3 separate regions of the Zea mays genome follow, and all the other regions are linked to region 1. Evidence: chromatin contacts called from public Hi-C data. All regions are on one chromosome and are shown on one strand. Each heading gives the region's core, a stretch centred on a gene start, on an enhancer-like site or on the middle of the called end of the contact. The rest is flanking DNA. Distances are from core to core; before and after follow the strand shown.

Region 1 (2,548 bases), core at 31-2,530:
GTGTAGTTTTATAAAAAAGCCTCTAACAAACCACGATTACACATACAATTGGATCTAATCTAACAAACCAAGATGGTTGCTTGTACGCTTGCACCTAATAACTGCTTGCATATTAGTCATTGCCATTCTGCTCACAGGTCCGTACATATGTATTTTTTATTCATATGAACCATTTAAGTTCGGTTTTTCAGTTAAACCGGAAAACAAACCGAATTATACGATTAACCGAAGGTTCGGTTTTTCCTTTTTTAAATAGAATTTCGGTTGATGTTCTTCAGAAACTAAACTTTGAAAAAACCGAAAGAACCGAACCGAAAAACTTCGGTTAACCGACTACCTGGTCCTAGTAACCAAACACCACCAATTATTTCGTCAAACAGCTTCTGAGCCTTCTGTAGATTCTCATCAACAGCCCACTCAGAGATCAGGATGGTTTAGGTTTTCGCCGAGACATCAAACTGAAATGGCGACTGCCTAAAGAATGCCTCGCTCTACCAGGCCATTATGCGATAACATGAAGATCAGGGAATGGAGATCAGCGACCCTCGGCAGGAAAGTAGGAAACCGAACATCTCCAATCTCCATGGCGGAGAAAGCTCGGATGGCATCGTCGCGGGATATCGGATAGCAGAGAGCGCAGAAGCGGAAGAGCCGCGCCCCGCAAGCGAACCGGCGAGAATGAGAAGCGAGCCCAGAAGGTGTGTGAACGGTGAACCCCGGCAGCGCGGCGGCGAAGAGGAAGAACCGGAGGGAGGGCACGGGAAGGTTGCGGCAGCCGCCGCTGCGGACGTGAGGCGTGGCGCGGAGGTCGTGCCCCGGCCCGCGTTAGTTGCTGAGCACACGGCAGAGCGCGCCGACGAGCCGCGGATCGGGGCCCGGGGCCGGATCGGGCCGCGGATCCAGCTGTCCGGCGGGCGAGGCGGAGTAGAAGCCGCACAGGAGGAGAGAACGCGGGCTTCGCGGCACGGCCGCAGCGCGGAGCCTGGCGGCAGATTTCATCTCGCGCCGATGTGGGCGCAGGGGGTTGTTCAGTGGGAGCAGATTCGCGGGTAACGCGAGGATGCACGGGCTCAAAGTTCAAACAAAAAAATAATGGGAGGCTTACCGGGGAAGCACGGATCGTGGAGGAGGAGGGGCTCGCCGGCGGCCGGCGGATGCGGAGTAGATAGCGGTGAGCCGGTGAGCGCGGGTGCGGAGATCGCAGGTAGTGGTTTACGAGTGGAAGACTGGAAGGGGAGGATACGAAGGAGCGGAGAGATTAAAAGAGGCGTAACGAAACTATCGATGGCAAGCGGGCCCAAGTCCGCGTGGGCTGCCGAAAGCGAAGCAGGCAGGGTTTCGAAATTTGTTTGAAGTGAAATGAGTATTGAGTACCCGCGTGGTGGTGTTGGAAGGCCTCCGCCATCACGTTAGTTTTGCCTGGCCCAAGTTCAGAACAAGGACTATTTATTCACGAAATCAAGGTTAATGGCCTATCCATTTAACTATACCACGGGATTACGACGGTATATAAATTATTCGATAAAATATAGTGTCTAATGATTATATAAAAATGAACACATATATTTTTATCGACTTTAATATCTCATATTTTTGTAAATACGTATTGGTACGAGTGAAAATTAACAGCTAGAAAATTTTATGTCCTCTGTATTCACTTTTCCATTTCAGAGCAGAACCATTTTGAACGTCCAAAGTTAATGACATTCCCGTTTTCAAAGGAGGGCATTTAAGTTCACAATAAACCCGATTGTTGGGGTCTTACTCTTATGAAGGTCCTAAAAAACACAGTTAACCATTTAAAAACTTCGGTACAACACAAGAGGAGCAAAGCAGGCTTTGTCCAACAGGCTTCATCATGGCGAAGCGGGTAGACAACGTGGCTTCAGCATAACGAAAAGAAAGTACAACGAAACACGCTTCATCAAGCAGGCTTCGTCACGACGAAACAATGAGATGATGCAAGGAGAAGGTGTTGCTCAAGTTATTAAATACAAATAGTGATGTTGTCCTTATGACATCTTGTAAACTCTGTATATAACTATTGAGGGCATAAATGTAATAGCGTAGTACTCCCGTACCGTTCACGCTGGATGGTAATTGCTCTCGCGTCATCGCCTTCGAACAAGTCGAAGGTATCAATGTAATATAAAATCTGATAATGTTGATATATTTGTCAAGGAATAAATATATGAATGGATAATACATCTCGTGTGTATAACATAACCTCTTATTTCTTATGAATTGTGGAGACGTTTTCTTCATGACCTTCGTCTGAAGATCATTATATCCGAGAGAAGATAATGTTTCGAAGGACGAAGGTCCTTAATGTTTAACAATTTTGTTGCCTTGTTCTTGATCCACAGCATTTGAGAACAAGTGACCAACACTGATGATAATAGCATAAATGCAAAATCACAGGACCTTCAGCAAGTGAACCTCAGGTGTTTTCCTCCTGATTTGGACCAGCTGATGAAACAGACATAGTTTCATCTAGCTCTTTAATTAGTTCTCAACTGCCATTTAGGTGTCTCTTTGATTGCATTTT
Region 2 (2,548 bases), core at 23-2,522, 160 kb before region 1:
TTATTTAGGACATTAGGGTTCTCCTTGTTGCTTTCTGTCAAAAAATATTATGGGTCCGTTTGGCTGCTGGTAAATGCAGCTGTTGGTGACTGTCAGTACAGTAAATTTGCGAGATGAGGCTGCTGAAGCAGCAGCTGGACAAAAGCATATTACAAGCAGCCAATCAAAAGTACAAAAGCACCTAATTCCTATATAACCAAACTACACACAAGTTTGCTCCATGACCTACAAAACCAATAAGTTCCCAACATGTAAATAAACCAAGTATGGCATACATATGCACTTCCACAAATTTGGGAACATGTCCGGTGTAATTAATCATGTTGGTGCAAGTGTGACTGCTATTTTACATTTAACGATGACTGCTATTTATCAAGCGATCTAGTGCATCCAATCAAAATCCAATGGTGTCTGCTATTTTACATTTAACCCCTTCTAGTTAAAACCTAGTAACTATTTTACATTTGTAACCCCTTCCATATGAAACCATTGAATCTAGATTAGATGTTCTGAATGATTTGAATGCACAATTGCACCAAATGAGTGATTGCAAAGGATATGTCCCCCACAAATTTAGCCACATTTTACTTCAAACTTTTAGGGTAGTCACGAGAAGATCCAAAGCATCATTTTCAGATAGGAGTCAAACTAATCAGCTCACTAAACCCCCATGAACTGATGCAGTTCAACTATGGATCACAGCCAAATGACACACGCACACCACGTTTTCCAACTACCCACTTTGCAGCAGTCACACTGGTGATCAAACAGACAGATCCATCATTCGAACAGAAATCAATCCGAGACAGTGATATCCAGCTCACCTCACATCGACGCCTATGAGCTTAGGCGCGATAACCTCGTTGATGTTGCGCACAGCTTGGAGTACGCCCTTCCCGCCGTATACGGCCTTGTCACCGTCGCGGAGCTCCAGCGCCTCGTAGATCCCCGTGGACGCCCCGCTGGGCACCGCGGAGCGGTGGAGGCGTCCGTCCCCGGCGACGAGGTCGACCTCGACGGTGGGGTTCCCGCGGCTGTCCACGATCTGCCGCGCGCGGATCGATCGCACCGCCTCTGCTCCAGCTGCCGCCTTGGCCGGAGACAAAGCGGTGGAGATCGCCGCGCGGATGGCGACGGCGCGGCGCGATGGAGTTGCGGCGGCGGGGAGGAGGGACTTCGGGGAGGGGAGCACGAGGTGCGGGTGGGCCATGTGTCGGAGGCGGAGGGTGGCGAGCCTGGGAGGAGGACGAGGCGAGGGTTTACTTATATGGCGGCGGGCCACGGTGACGGTGGCGGCGAGGTAGAGGTAGAGGTCGTCGTGCCTTTTTGCTGGGTCGGGCGGAGGCGGCGAGGTGGCATTGGCAAGGGGTTTCGGCGAATAAATTTTTTGAATAAGGCGGGGTTGGTGGAGGCGACGGATCGGAGGTGGCAGGTGGGGCTCGCGTGCCATTGAGAGTCTGCTGCTTTTGCTGGTCGTTGGCCTTTGAGGTGGCGCGTGGCCGGGTGGGTTGGTCTGGCGCAGGCCTAGGCGTGGGAAAAAAATTCCGTGCGAACTGGCCGCAACACACATCACAGTGAAGCGGTCTGGATTGGTTACGCGTGATAATCTTATCGGTTAGGCCTTGTTCGTTTGTGTCGGATTGCACCCGGAATCGTTCTACCTAATCAAAGTTTATATAAATTAGAGAAGCAATCCGGTTCGGAATCATTCCGACCCACCAATCCGGTAGAAACGAACAAGGCCTTAGGCCTTGTTCGTTTCTGTCGGATTGCACCCGGAATCGTTCCAACTAAGGCCTTGTTCGTTTGTGTCGGATTGGTGGGGCGGAACGATTCCTAGCCGGATTGTTTCTCTATTTTATATAAACTTTGATTAGTTGGAACGATTCCGGGTGCAATCCGACGTAAACGAACAAGGTCTAATCAAAGTTTATATAAATTAGAGAAGCAATCCGGTCAGGAATCGTTTCGACCCACTAATCCGGCAGAAACGAACAAGGCATTAGCTGGACAGACACATATAAACCTACGCGCAACGCCACCTTGTCTTCGACTCGGCTCGAGATGTGAAGACTAAAAAGGATCACGGCTCGACGCTTTGGTGTTGGGAGAGATGTGCGGCTGGATTGCAATGTTGCCATAGACTGTTGAGTTCGTGTAGCTGTTAGACGAGATTTGTAAGATGGGAAGCTGGAACGAGGAGGCCTGCCCCATGTCTGAATCTCAGGCCACTAAGCGTTTGATGAAATGACAAAAAGAGTTCTGGCCGAAGAAAAGCAGCAATGTTACAAATATAAAAATAGAATAAACATGAAATTTACCTTGTCATCTAAAATATGGAATGTTTGAGTCCTTATACAAAATAAAAACCAAAGAGTAAAGTCATATATTTTCATTATCTAGCACTCCATCAAAATGTAATTGGCTAATAGCTGATGCAGCATCTTTATCAACTCCAAATAAGAGACTGGTGTATCCTTCTTGTATACTACGAGCATCCATCATAGAAGAAGTCATGTGCATATTAAAACCCGGCATTGTGGCATTA
Region 3 (2,548 bases), core at 33-2,532, 140 kb after region 1:
TTTTCCCTTTCCTTACGACAAGCTAGCACTATAAACATATCATATGTCCTCATAATATCATAAAACAAATGCCATTAGGCACGGTATCTATTAGAGTAAAGTGGTGACTGTGAGTAAGTGATATACAATTATGCAACTCAGTAAATATCATTCATTGCAAGCTACAAATGTAATGCAGGAGTTAAGGAAAGCTTCTTGTAAAGCATTTAGAAGTAGATTTTGGTATCACCGCTGTAAGACAAAAGAAACTAGTAGCAGGTTGTTTCACTAAGGATTCTTCCATCCTGATTAGTCCACTGTAATACAATCGCCATAAATCTCCTAGTTGATCGCACACTACCATGTCAATTGCTAAATCGGCGAAGAATCAGTATCAAGTTTAGAAGTTCCTACTTAAACAGAGCACTAAATGTAAATAGATCACAGAGAAGCGAGAACAAGAAGATTATCTCACCTCTCAGTCCGCTCCAGCGCTGCTGCCACCGCCGAGCGGGTAGGACACGAGCTCCCTAACGGTGGCCCCGACCTCGACGAGCGCGATGTCCATCCCGTACCCGGAGACGGGAAGCAGCTTGAGCTCTCGGAGCACGCAGAAGGCCTCCGCCATGCGGCCGCGGGGCACGTCGACGGCGACGGCGCACCGCGGTAGCCAGTGGTCGGGCCGGAACGCGTCGGGGACCTCGACGCCAGCGTCCTTCCGCAGCAGCTCGCAGAGCTGCGCATGGAGGCCGAGCAGCGCGGCGGTTGGAGTGGGCGCGAGGAAGAGAACGTTGTCGTGCGGGGAGGAGGAGGCGGAGGCTGGGAGCGCGGCGAGCGAGGAGAGCGCGAGCGCGAGCGGGTCGAGGCGCGACGCGAGCGCGCGGAGCGAGGGTGCGAGGCGGAGGAGCGGATCCCCGCCCGCGCCGGTGCCAGGAGGCGGGAGCGCGGCGGCGGGGAGGTGGAGCAGCGGGAGGTGCGGGCGGGCGGCAGCGTCGATGAGGCGGCTGCCTAGCTGCCGCCGCGCCAGCGCGTTCCACGCTTTGAGCACCTGGTTCTCCAGCGCCGGGTCGAAATAGAGCTCCACGGCGTAGTAGAATCCGGTCGCGAAGGTAGATGGCGGAGGCGGGGCAGCCCGGGGCGTGCCCGGAGGAGTCGTCGAGACGGCGGGGGCCGAGGGGCAGCCGCCGCCGCCGGCCCCGGCTGCGGAGGGCACGGTGCCTTGCGCCATCGGGGATGGATTCGGGATTCCGACGGGGGGGGGCGGTGGGGAGGGGCTGGGGTTTTTCGACACGAATCGATCGAGGAATTCGGAGGAGAGAGATCTCGTCACGAATCGAGTCGGGGGGTAGATGACTCCGCTCCGGACTCACTGTAGTGCACGGTGTAGTGGTGTACCGTGCACGCTTTGGCCTCGCTCTGCCTCTGCTGCGGACTACGGTCCAGTGGGGAGTCACTGAGAAGTGGGGCGGCATGTTGCGGTGGACTGGTGGTAAACGACGGGACCAACTGCTGAACACAAAGGAATTGATGGACATGTTCCCAATTTTGATTAGGAACGCGTAGCCATATTTAGGCCGTTTGCAGGATTCTATTCAAAGTTTACCAAAACAATATTGTTTTACTGTACTGTTCGCATAGTAGAGTTTGAATATGAGTATAGGTATAGATAAGCTGCTAGAGATAGCTATAGATAACAGCCCGGGCTGAGCCAGCTCGCTTAGATTCAGTGTAGCTCGGCGAGACGAGGCTCATGAGCTTACAACCAGCCGAGTCGAGCCGATTTTTTTAGCTCGAAAATTCCTCAGACCGAGTCGACCCAGCTAGCGTGGCACGTGCGCGTGCGGCCCAACTTTTCAAATTCAACGACGTCAACAGAGTAATCGAGCAAGTCTCGTAGTCACAGCCATCCGTACGATGAGAACTGAGACGTGCTTGTTGGGCACTGACACAAGCGGACACGCTATCACGTGGATCCAAACACTTAGAAAGCAAGTGAGATCTCAGGTGCGCGACAAGACAAATAGTAGGAAATTGTAGCTTCTGGACCCATGTGAAGTCCTTGGCACCTCGCATCACCTTTAGAAATGATAGGCTTCGCTTGACTGACTTCGAGATGAATCTGTTCACAGCTGCGATGTGGTCGGTTAGCTTTTGGACCTCTTTCATTGTATGTGGCGGATGCATTTCTACTATGGCCCTGATTTTATTAGGGTTCACCTCAATGGCTTTCCTTGATACTATGTAGCCCAGAACTCAGCCCCTGTGGATGCCGAAGATACATTTTTTGGGTTGAGCCAGAGTCTGGCCTCTCTCATGTTAGAGAAAGTCTCTACCAAGTCTGACAGCTGATCAGCTTTTCTTTTGATTGCGACGACAATGTCGTTGACGTAGGTGAAGATGTTTCTGTCAACCTGGTCCTTGAGTATTATAGACTGCGTGAGGCGGGAGAAAGTGGACCCGGTGTTTTTGAGGCCTTTGGGCATCCTCACAAAACAATAGGTGCTGAAGGGGTGACGAAACTAGCATTCAGCTTGTCCTCTTCGCTGAGGGATATTTGGTGGTAGCCTAA

The links. Hi-C and Micro-C count contacts between places; a contact is called where the count stands out from the background.
Region 2: a contact with region 1 is called in a Hi-C map of leaf, with 4 times the contacts expected there. The contact joins the promoter of LOC100274470 here to the promoter of LOC103632676 in region 1. A contact is called at or near these places in 4 of 25 Hi-C or Micro-C datasets (ear, endosperm, leaf and 1 more).
Region 3: a contact with region 1 is called in a Hi-C map of leaf, with 4 times the contacts expected there. The contact joins the promoter of LOC100193792 here to the promoter of LOC103632676 in region 1. A contact is called at or near these places in 4 of 25 Hi-C or Micro-C datasets (ear, endosperm, leaf and 1 more).

The regions. Positions count from the first base shown.
Region 1 is chr7:106,823,038-106,825,585 of Zm-B73-REFERENCE-NAM-5.0, forward strand. LOC103632676 reads right to left here and starts at 1,281. Exons shown (of 3, transcript XM_008654424.1): 1 at 1,106-1,281. It also overlaps the pseudogene LOC103632675.
Region 2 is chr7:106,658,233-106,660,780 of Zm-B73-REFERENCE-NAM-5.0, forward strand. LOC100274470 reads right to left here and starts at 1,273. Exons shown (of 7, transcript NM_001148829.1): 1 at 825-1,273. The coding sequence starts at 1,210.
Region 3 is chr7:106,960,204-106,962,751 of Zm-B73-REFERENCE-NAM-5.0, forward strand. It overlaps LOC100193792, which reads right to left and starts at 1,283. Exons shown (of 2, transcript NM_001138877.1): 1 at 455-1,283. The coding sequence starts at 1,207. The coding sequence ends at 458.